Regions from separate parts of the Mus musculus genome. Here region 1 is linked to region 2. The links are chromatin contacts, called in public promoter capture Hi-C maps. All regions are on one chromosome and are shown on one strand. Each heading gives the region's core, a stretch centred on a gene start, on an enhancer-like site or on the middle of the called end of the contact. The rest is flanking DNA. Distances are from core to core; before and after follow the strand shown. Region 1 holds the start of Etohd2 (ethanol decreased 2). Region 2 holds the start of Ubqln1 (ubiquilin 1).

Region 1 (5,524 bases), core at 1,984-4,483, 1.6 Mb after region 2:
ACCAAACAATTATTCCAAAGCTGCTTTTTTTTTTTTGGTCAGAATGCTGGGAAATGCACTTCAGGAATGTTTCAGAACTGCTCACATGGCCTGGGGCTGGGCCCGTAGGGTGGCTGATGGCCACTGGAGCCCCAGCCCTGCCTGCTCCCACTCCAGCACTGGGATCACAAGTATGCACCACCCCCACCCCACCCCCCAACTTTAGCTTTTTTGTTGTTGTTATCTGGGAACTGGAGAGGAAACTCAGGCCCTGAGCTTCACAGCTCATTCTCTGCCAGTTTAGCCCCTGCCCCCACACAGGCTCCTCCCCCTGGCCCGTGTTTGTTATGGCTATTAATCTTACAACTCTGTGGTTAAGGCACAATTAAATATTTGCAAGGGCTCCTAAATTAATGACCAAAGAGTTAACAACTGTGACACAAAACAAATCTCTCTTTACAATGAACACACAACACCCCACTCTGTTCTCACGCCAGGCCCTAAAGCGGCTGTTCTACCACTGGACTAGAAACCTGGTTGTAACCTGCAGGTTTTCCTGGTTATGTTTCTAAACCAAAGGCACGTGCTAGTTGCTGTTCCAAAGATCTTCTGGCCCTACTCCAGTGAAGTAACATGTCCTTATACACACCCTGGGCCCCTCTCTACCAGGCTGCGCTGGGAAGCTAAGCGTCCAGAGTCTTCTACAGTACAGTGTACACACTACAGTGCATACAGAGTGAACTAGGTTCTCAGCGCGTACCAACATGCATGCTAGCTAGGCCCCACCGCTCGCTCCCAAGTGGAGCTTGGTGAGGATGAGCCTCTCGTCATGAAAGCTGACCACCTCTGTCTTGTACAATGATGGAAATAAAGCTGCCCATCAACTAGGTAGCAGCTTTCACATTCTCCAGTCACATCTGACTCTGGTCCCTGCAAATTCAACTCTATTAACTCCTAGATATATGGGGGTGGGAAGGAGCACGTTGTTTTTGGATGTGGTGAGCTGGAGCCATTCTGGGTTTGCAGATCTTACCAGTCTACACCACAGTGTAATGGCTATTCCTGGTTGCCAACATGACTCTATCTGGAATGAACCACAATCCAAAGCTGGAGGCCTCACCTGCAATCCAGAGCTTGAGGTTGTTAGATAAAAGTTTCTGACCTGGATCTTGGCATGGAGATCTTGAGGCACAGTGGCCATGAAAAGCTTAGGCCCAGGCAAGGCAGTACATACCTTCAATCCCAGGAGACTAAGGCAAGATCATCTCTGAGTTCAAGGTGGTACACACTTTTAACCTGGGCCACACCTTCTGTTAGAGACCTACAGGAGGACACTGGGAGGAGGAAGATTTGCTTTTTGCCTGCTTGCACTTACTTGCCAGCACATCTGTTGGAACCTACATCTACAGAAGAGCAGCTGAAACAACTAGCCTCATGGGACTGAGCAACTACTAGATCCTTGGACTTCCCACTCACAGCTGACCATTGTTGAGGAGTTGGACTACAGACTGTTTAAGTCATTGTAACAAATCCCTTTACTATATAGACTATCCATAAGTTCTAGAAACCCTGACTAAAAATACACACAGCCCAATGTGCCAGCCCATCCATTCTGTCCACGACTGGCATCAGCTAACAGATAGCTAGTGTTTATGTTTTATGTCACACCTTTCCTGGCCATGGCTGACTTCTAGTAGATGTTGCAGAATGTCAGACTCCCTGCTGTCAGGCTGATGTACCGGCCAAGCAATACCTAACTCATATTACTCTTGTTTGCTAGTTATCTCTCTCTCACACTTTAGGCCGTTGGTCACCTCGTTGCTTTTGCATTTGCTATGTGCTGGGGTTCAAAATGTTTACCAGACACTTGAAAAACAAGTACGAACCACGACGCCTGCCAACAGCTGTGCCTATGAAAATCAGGGAAAGGTGATTCTAGGACCAAGCCTAACACCACAGACTCTACAGCTGAGCTAGGCAGCGCGGCAGAGGGTGTGAATTGAGATCTACTATACATAACGAAACAGAAGATTACAAAGCACGACACAGGCCAGGACTGTGCAAATGAGATGTTACTCCTGGAAGGAATGGCCTACGGAGGGTGCGAGCCAGGCAACTCAATTATTTCTTCTCATGAAAAACAGCGGATCATGATAATGTATGCTTATGAGGTAGAAACGGGGGCAGAGGGGGGGTGTGAGAAGGGGCGGGTCGAAATTTCCCAAGTAACATGCAATAGGCCAAATGGTGATTAAAAAAAAAAACAAAACAAAACTAAGCAAGCAAACAACGACAATAACAACCACCACCTATCCTGTGCTCGACTTTTCTGGAATTTATTACTTGTAGGAGGATTCTACTCTATTCTCAGTAAGATGAGCATAGTTTGCACAATCCTAGAATCCATGACATACCTGCGGTGACGAAAACTAGCTGGTCCCGGAGGGAAAAGCAACACAGAATGCAGTGTGATTACTGGGGCAAACTGAAGGGCCAAACAATGACCTATCCTATAAACAGATTATCTCACTTGTTCACGACTCCCTTCTATTTTGCTTCAACTAACTATTGGCAAGAGCCCCTCTTAGGACTCTGGGTGGAGCGGATTCCGCGGTGGCGTCTGGACCGAATGAATCCCGGTCTCACGCTGTCCCGATCCTCTGGGGCTGACGCCTCCTGGGAGGTTATGCGGAGCCGCGGCGTTCCCTGTGTGACCTTTCTCCGGGAACGCCGTGACCTCGGCGGCAAACTGCCGTCCTCCGCCCCGGCCGCCCGGTGGCAGCGCACACAGCCCGTCCGCCCCATCGAGCTCCGCGCGCGGCCCGCCGGGAGACCCTAGTCCGCGTCCAGGCTCGCTCTGCACCCCGGGCCGCCGCCGCCACCACCTCCCTGCGGACGCCGAGGTGACTCACCAGTGTGAGGGCCGCCCGCGTGGGCTGCAGTTTTCTCTTGCTCACAGCCCGCACGGTGGCGCGGACCAACGACGCCGACATGTCCACGTCGCGGCACCCGCAGCCTCCGGCTGGAGCGTGGGGACTCAACTTCTCTCCATGGACACGGCGGGCACTTTGACGCCACAAGCTCCTGCGCAGGCGCCACAGGCCCCGCCTCCCGTCGCCCGTCCCGCTCCACCATTGGACAGTCCGGGTGAGTGACGGGCCGGGCCGATTGGCCGTCATCACTGACGAGGCAAGGGAGGTGACCTGTGACCTTGCGGGCTTCGCGGTCACTGCGCTAGCGGAAGTGGGATGGCTCCTTCCGTATGGCGTACACTAACGACAGACCCCCCGGAAGTGGGGACACGGCTCTGTGACTCTGGAGCTGCTTCGATAGTAAAGCAAGCGGGTAGACACCATACGACAGGTTTCCAGTTATTGAAATGTCACTCTTGTGTAGCAGTTTGTGTCAAGAAAACTGAGCACGTACGTAGCTACCAGCCTCGCATGGAAGCACGGGCATGGTGGCTCTATCCGAGCCTCTGAGAGCGAGCGCCCTGGGCGCTACGTTAGCATCGGTTCTTGAGTCCCGATCCCGGGCCCCGTGCACATTTGGCTAGCCTTTCCTGCTAGCCGGTCCCATTTGATTAGCTGTGCGCCTGTCACCACGCCTCGGCTTCCTTCGCGGCCCGTGATGACGTAAGAACGGGAGCTCCTTTATCTCGGAGCAGCAGCTGGCCCCGTGCGGGAACTGGGTGGGCGTGGGGAGTACTGAGGGGTTTGCTACCCCTGATCGCCCCCTTATGGTTCCAGGAAGGCCGAGGGAGGGAAATGGATTCGGCCTCAGGTCTAGACGGAAAGAACAAGTGTTTTCTTTTCCAGTGCGATCTCACTGGTCTGACTAGAAGGGGCAGTTTCCCCGTCCGAAATGGGGACTTTGCCATGCTGGAACACTGACAGAGTAAGACAGACATTGTACATTCTGCCTAGACCTGCCCAGGAGCTAAGAAAATGTTCTGACCCTTTCTTCATAGCTTTACAAAGAGTGGGCACACCATGTTTTCAACTCTATTTTTAGTGTCTGAAAACTGTGAACCCCACTCGGTCATTGATCTCTCTCTTGCAAGGATTTTGTTCCACTTGGGAAGATATCCTCTCCTTAAGATAGAAGCCACCTTTGAAGCAAAAGAAAAACAGACTGATTTTTTTTTTTTTTTTTGGTTTTTCGAGACAGGGTTTCTCTGTACACTGAAAACACATCTTTTACATCTTTTACCAGGAAGCTTGCCAAAGCAGTTCACAGTGAGCAAGAGACTGTTAGAAGGTGAAGATCGGGTGTTCAGAACTCCTGCTGTAAAAACTGGATTCTGAGTTTCCGCTGTTTTAGAACAGAACAGGGCATCGGCCCTGGCCCTGCGATCGCTTGCAGAGGAAGCTTTGACTTGGCCATGGCTGCGAGCCTGCTATCTTATCCGCTGAGAAGCGTGCCTCACTTGTCTAATGGTATCAGTATAAGCCATCAAAAACACCAGGCTGCTGGGCAGAATTTTTTTTAAGAATCAAAATGTAGGAAACCTTTTTAAGGCTAGAAGAAAACATGACAATTCTGTTTAATTTTAGGGGTAAGTACACTCCTCTCCCTCAACAACCGACAAAACATCCAAGTAGAAAATAACTACCAGGTATAAAGATTGGCCTGGCTGCGTATTTCTTCTCCGTTCTAGGGGCAGAGGGATAAACAACACTAAGCGCTTTTTCAGTAGGCGTGGCACTGTTCCAGCCAGAAAGCAGCGCTGTCACTTCACAGCCAGAGGCAGGAGGAAAGGAAGCAGGCCAGCAGCTGAGCAGGAGGAAAGGAAGCAGGCCAGCAGCTGAGCCGTCACGTAGCAGGGAGGCCCCGGTTGCACAACCCATGAGTTTGATGGTCACCATTTTTATTTTTTTACCATGATTTCCAATTTCTTAATGATTTCCATTTTGACATGACTCTTTCATAACTAGACTATGACCAGTCTAGTTCACACATATATGCCTCTCGTGAGTCTCCCTCGTTGTGCCAGTGTCCTTAGCAAGCTCTCTCTCTGCCCCCCAGTCTCCTGCTTGCACACCCCAGACCCGGTGCACAGCTATCAAAGGGGAACAGCATGGGCACCCTATTAAGGAGATGTGTACTGTCAGCGCTTTGGTTGACTTTTCTAATGACTCATAAGAAAATAATGTGGATAAAATTACACGTTCAAAGTTCGATTTTATTTCAAAATGATAAATAAACCGGCATAGTTCTGACTCTGTACTATTTCAGAAAGGCTTGTGAAGTTCATTAACAGTTTAGAGAGGGCTCCAGTCAGACCAGAAGGTTGCCAATCAAACTTGTGATTGGCAGAGACAGCAGCCTCTTTGATCTTCAGAGGTTTGTAAAAGCTCTCCACCCTAATTTCTGTGTATCATAAAAAGTAAAAAGCACTTTTATTCTGTCCTTTTCTCCTTTAATTTTTCTTTTTTAAACCAGCAAAAAAGGACTACTTATTTTTATGACTTCATTTTTATGAGCACAACAGTTCTGTCAATTACTTAGAGAAGGAAGCCCTCAAAGATGTGCCAGTGGTGCT
Region 2 (5,525 bases), core at 704-3,203:
ACTACAACCAGCTGAAAAAACCCTGGCAGATTATGGCACATTCATGGAAAGGCACTGAGCAGTTAAGTACTGAGCTGAGGACTTGGTTCAGTGGTAGACTGGAGGCTGTGCCTAGTATGCAGATCTCTGTGGTGGGAGGGGTACAGACCTTCTCAAGGATGAATCTCAAAAAAATATGCTGAGTGAGAGAAAGAAGAAAAAAAGCCTTATCCAAAAGACCACATTAGAGAGGACTCTGTTTATGCAAACTCAAACTCTGTTGGGAAAATAAAAATCTTCAGAGGTGACAAAAGCTCGACTGAAGAGAAAACGGAAGACGAAAAGTGTGCCGTCAACTGTAACAGACTTCAGCTGTCACGTGCTTGGCTGACACAGGTGTAGACGGGTCTGCAAAAACCAGCAAAGGCAACCATGTCCCATCATCGCACCTCAAACATAAGTGGAATACCATTTTTCAAAAAAAGTTGTTCTCAAGCCACTAACACCCATGCTGCTTGCCGACCTTATAAGGGTAATACTGATATTTACAACTTTAAAGTGTATTTTTAGAAATAAGAGATGCATGATGCAGAAAAGGCTGGAAAATGTCAATTGTGGGTGACATACAGACCTGCTGGGAATATAAAGAAGGTAAAATTTTTTATAGCAGCGTTAACAAACAATGGTAATGATCCAATCAACAAGAGTTTCTCTCAATGGTGCCACACACCCTCCTGCTTCAGAAAAACCCGACCTCACCTTTGGAACTAGATAAACCTTGAGAGAACTTAAAAGTACATTCCAGTGGTTGATACTTTGCTTCCTCGCATAAGACTGTTTACAATGTTTGATACTGTCAACAATTCAAGTGCCCTAGACTGTGTTGAAACATACATGATTGGTTCTCCCAAGGCTCTTAATTAACTGCAAGGCTTGTTTGCCTGAATAGACTTTAAAGCAATTACTTGATAAGAATTCCCCTTATCACCTACTGTGCTTTCTTGCAGGTTCCTTGCAACCAACTGCTAAGACCCAGCTAGGTGTCTGTCTCGTCTCCCTAAAGATCAAACAATAACCTATCCGATGACTGGCAGCTAAGCGATGACGGAAGTATTGTAACAGAAACAGCAAGTCGCCAATGAATCAAAGTCATTTACTTTTCTCCTTTCAGGCGTGAGCTATCACAATGCGACTGAAAACAAGTTCCACGTCATAATTTTTATATAGGAGGCTCGAAGATGGGAAGGAGTTCAGCATTCAAAACCGAGAACCAACCCTCCACGTGCTTCTCACTCCTAAATCTCCCCAATTAGCAGGCAGGTGAAACAATGACCCCCCACCCAGCCTGGCCAAAGGACGAGCGCCGCCCGCGCCCAGCCGCCCCGCAGCGCCCGGCCCTTTGTGAGAAGTGGGGGCCCGGGGCCCGGAGCTCGGCGGCCGCGGCGCAGCCCAGCCCAGGCCGCGCGGCTCGCCCGGCCCGGCCCCGCACAGCTCACGCAGCGGAACCCAGCGGGGTCCGACCGGAGCTGCCCGGGGCCGCCGCCCGGCCAGGCCGCCCTTCCCGCCCCGTCAGCGACGCGGCGGCTGCCCGGCCGGCGCCCTCACCTGCTGGACCGAGCTGTTCTCGGGCACGGCAAACTCCTCCTTCTCTTTAGGCGTCTTCACCGTGACCTTCATGATCTTGGGCTCTGCGGGGCCGCCGTCGGCCGCACTGTCCTGCGCGCCCGGTGGGCCGCCGCTCTCTGCGCTCTCGGCCATGGCGGTGACTCAGGCGAGCGCGACACTGCGGGCTGCGGCCGGGTCCGCGAGGCGTGACAGGCTGCGGGGCCGCCGAGGGTGCGTGGACGCGGGCTGCGGGTGCAGGCCCCGGGTGGGCGATCGGCTGCCGTGTGGACGCGGGGACTCTCCGCGTCGCCGCCGCTTCCTCCTCCCGCACCTCCCCCACGCTCGTCGCCGGCGCCGCGCAGGGCACTCTGGGTAACGCGCTGGTAGCCGCGCCGACTCCTGGCGGCCGGCCGCGCGAGGCACGCCGGGTAGCGCGTTGGCCAAGGAGCCGACTCATGCATGGCAGCGCTCGATCCTTTTCTAGCCGGCGGACGAAGCGCGGGCTCCTCAAGGTCGATGGAGTGCTGGGCATGGCGGGAGAACTTAACCCACTTCGCGTCTCCCGTTCTTCGTTGAAAGAAATGCAAACGGGGTTTCTGCCAGGCACCGTGATGGTGCGCTAAGATGACGTCACGGCCAGCGAAATTGCTAGAAACGTCTGGCCCATTGCTCACGGTCCCGGTATCCTCCCCACCTGGTCCCCGTGGGCGTCTGCTTATGAAATAGCGGCGAGCTACTTTATTTTAATAAGCGTAGTGTTGGTGCCCGGGTGGAAGGAGTTGCGATTGCCTTGTCTTGTGCTCGGGGCTTGAAAGCTAAACCCATGGAGAAAGGTCTTTAAAGGACCGCGAAACAGACGCCAGTGAGCAACCAATGCATCCACAGGTGCTCACTGTTTCAGTGAGGCCTGAGCTTCCCTCCCTGGAGTCAAACCGGTTTGGTCAGATAGGGCAACCCATATTGTCTGTCTTCCAAGCTGCGTGGGGGCAGAAACAGAATGCCTAGGACTGTCCGCCCAGCGGGTAGGAGTTAGCCTAGATGATGTGTGCCTTTTGTATTCTGTCCAATTAAGTTACTGTACACCTCGGGCTTGAGGTGGCATCAGAGATAATGGCTGAAAAAGTATTTTCGGCATAATGTAGGCACACATAAGTTATTTCACATATGGATCCCACGTCATTTATTCGTAAAGATAACGTGTAATACAGTCCAGCACTTTATATTAACCAGCATTGCACAAATGTGAACTCTTGACAGTGTACCGTGACCCAAATATGCAAAGGCATTCCATAGTTCTGCTCTTGGGCCATCGAACCCTGTTCTATGATTAACTGTGGTTGCATAAACACTTCTTAGCAGAGCTCTTTGAAATCTGGGTCAGAGTTTCAAAGTATAAAATGGCAATACGGCGTCACTTGATATCACTTACATTTCTGCCAGCATTGTTCAATCACAGGAAGAAGTTATAAGCGTTATGTCTAGGTGTGAGAAAATTGTTACTTGGGGTAGAAAGTTCCCCCCATTAGGCAAGCAAGGATTTTGGAATTTTCATATATATATATCTTTCCAACTTTATTAGTTCCCCTGTTGTATGGTTTCCCTCCATGCTGTATTCTCCCTAAGCACTAACCCAGGCTGCCTTCCATGATGAACCACCCCACACACACACCTTCCCCCTCTAACTTTCTGTTTTCACATCACATTCCCCTGAAAGTCTTCACTCCATTGTCCTTTAGAATCCCAATCTGTTCTGCTCTGATAAATAAATTAGTTGTAGATAACATCTACTGGTGTGTTTATAGAATACCCTTGTAATTGTCTATATTTTATTTCTGAAAATCTCTAATGTTTATGGCATGCTGTGAATAAGAATTCTTCCAGCCACTCAAGCAACTGCCATCTTGGTAGTTCAGCTGCACTTTCTTGGAAAAGGCTCCTTCCAGCTGGCCTTACAGACTACCACACCCCTTGCTGGAGGTAGGGAAGGTCACAAGACCCTCACCAGGGTATTCAGCCTTTCTCAACCACCTGTTGTTTACAATGCTTCCTTAATTGCAAGTAGCCGCAAAGAAGGTCTAGAGTAAATAGGTCAAAGTAGACTGGGGTTTGGAGAGAGAGAGAGGAGAGAGAGAAGAGAGATAGATTGATTCCATCTATGTGGCTGAGGCCCTCATCCTTGCTGCATAAAGACTTTCCTGGAGCACCCATGTCCCTTATGCTCTGTAAGGAAGTCCAATAAACTTGGGCTCTTCTAGTGAACTTTGGTGGAATCATGCTTTGGTTTGTTGTTGAGACTTTAGGAGAAGGAGTAGCCATTGCTTATGTTGTCCCCTGGGAAGGAATTTTAGCAACAAGGCATGGTTTATGAAGTTACTTTCCTCATTCATTGATCTAATCAGTTTTCTGGCAAGAAGCAACTTAAGGGAGGAAGGGTCATTTGAGCTCAGGATTTGAGGAAATAAAATAGTGTGGGAAACTTGGCATGGGAGCAGCCTGCTGCTGTGTTCGCAGGACTGTGAACCAAGACTTGGAAAGAGGAAATGCCTACACTCAAGTTCCTCCTCTTTGCTTTTTATTCAACCCAGGACCCAAGACCACTAGGATAGTACTGCCTAGACTCATGCTCGGTATTCCTCCCATCACTTCTCTCTAGAGAAACCTCTCAGGGAGGTATGGCCAACAATGAGCCTTAGGTGTATTTAGTCAGGTTGGCAATCACAATCAACCATCACAGGAAGATAAGATGTCATTAATTAACCTCCATGATATTAACCTCCATGACTGTCAGAATCAAATTATAAAGGACCCTTGGCAATGTGGATGGGGATTTTCTAGATAAAGGATCTCTAACTTTCTCCAAAGATAGGGGTCCAGTGGGCCCTGTCCAAAATATTCAGCAGGAATTGATTTGCTGATCTTTGGTTTAGATGTCTATTTGAATCTTTGGTGGCGGGGATGGGGTGGGGTTATTAAATGGTTGTTCTGGAAGCAATTATAAGGACATATTTCAGTTGTTCTACATTTAGTTGAATCCAAATCCCAAATACTGAATCAAAGATTGATGGATAGCATTTGCCAATTTCCTTGCAAATGTCCATTTTAAACTACCAACCGGAGGTCACCTGGGTCATAAAACACCTGAGATTTGACCATTCAGCTCTCAAAAGCTAGTCTGAGCCAGCTCCAACTAGATAGTGGCTCCCAACTTCAGTCTGTGCACTTGGGAGGTAGAGATAGGCAGATCTGTGATTTCAAGGGCAGTCTGGTGTACAGAACAAGTTTGAGTTCTAAGACAGCTTGGGGGGGGGGGGTTATTCAGAGAAACCTGTGTGCATGGAGTGGAGTGGGAGGGTGCAGGTAGCATTCCTTGACAGAATGAGTTAATCAAGAATTTATTGAGCTCTTCCTGTAAGCGGCCAGAGGTCACCTGCCAAGATGGTTCACTACTCTCTTGACCCAGAAAACCCCACAAAATCATGCAAATCAAGAGGGTCAAACCTTCTTGTTCACTTTAAGAACACCCGGGAAACTGCCCAGGCCATCAAGGGTATGCATATCCGAAAAGCCACCAAGTATCTGAAGGATGTCACTTTAAAGAAGCAATGTGTGCCATTCCGGCGGTATAATGATGGAGTCGGTAGGTGCGCCCAGGCCAAACAGTGGGGCTGGACACAGGGTCAGTGGCCAAAAAAAGAGTGCTGAATTTTTGCTGCACATGCTTAAAAATGCAGAGAGAGTAACGCTGAACTTAAAGGTTTAGACGTAGATTCTCTAGTCATTGAACGCATCCAGGTGAACAAAGCAACCTAAGATGCGCCGACGAACCTACAGAGCTCATGGCCGGATTAACCCATACTTGAGCTCCCCTGCCACACTGAGATGATCCTCACTGAGAAGGAACAGATCGTTCCAAAGCCAGAAGAGGAGGCTGCACAGAAGGA

The links. Capture Hi-C pulls out chosen DNA fragments and counts their contacts.
Region 1: a promoter capture Hi-C map of adipose tissue shows a contact between it and region 2, with 4 times the contacts expected there. The contact joins the promoter of Etohd2 here to the promoter of Ubqln1 in region 2. A contact is called at or near these places in 1 of 39 promoter capture datasets (pre-B cells), 2 of 484 Hi-C or Micro-C datasets (CD4 T cells and embryonic stem cells), 2 of 115 datasets of contacts at active chromatin or transcription factors (regulatory T cell precursor and thymic regulatory T cells) and 2 of 9 other capture datasets (adipose tissue and liver).

The regions. Positions count from the first base shown.
Region 1 is chr13:59,766,733-59,772,256 of GRCm38.p6, forward strand. Etohd2 (ethanol decreased 2) reads left to right here and starts at 3,234. Exons shown (of 2, transcript NR_015349.3): 1 at 3,234-3,614; 2 at 4,195-5,524. Isca1 (iron-sulfur cluster assembly 1) reads right to left here and starts at 3,057. Exons shown (of 4, transcript NM_026921.4): 1 at 2,892-3,057. The coding sequence starts at 2,972. Tut7 (terminal uridylyl transferase 7) reads right to left here. Exons shown (of 27, transcript NM_001373962.1): 27 at 5,144-5,524.
Region 2 is chr13:58,213,700-58,219,224 of GRCm38.p6, forward strand. Ubqln1 (ubiquilin 1) reads right to left here and starts at 1,954. Exons shown (of 11, transcript NM_026842.4): 1 at 1,585-1,954. The coding sequence starts at 1,737. It also overlaps the pseudogene Gm48432.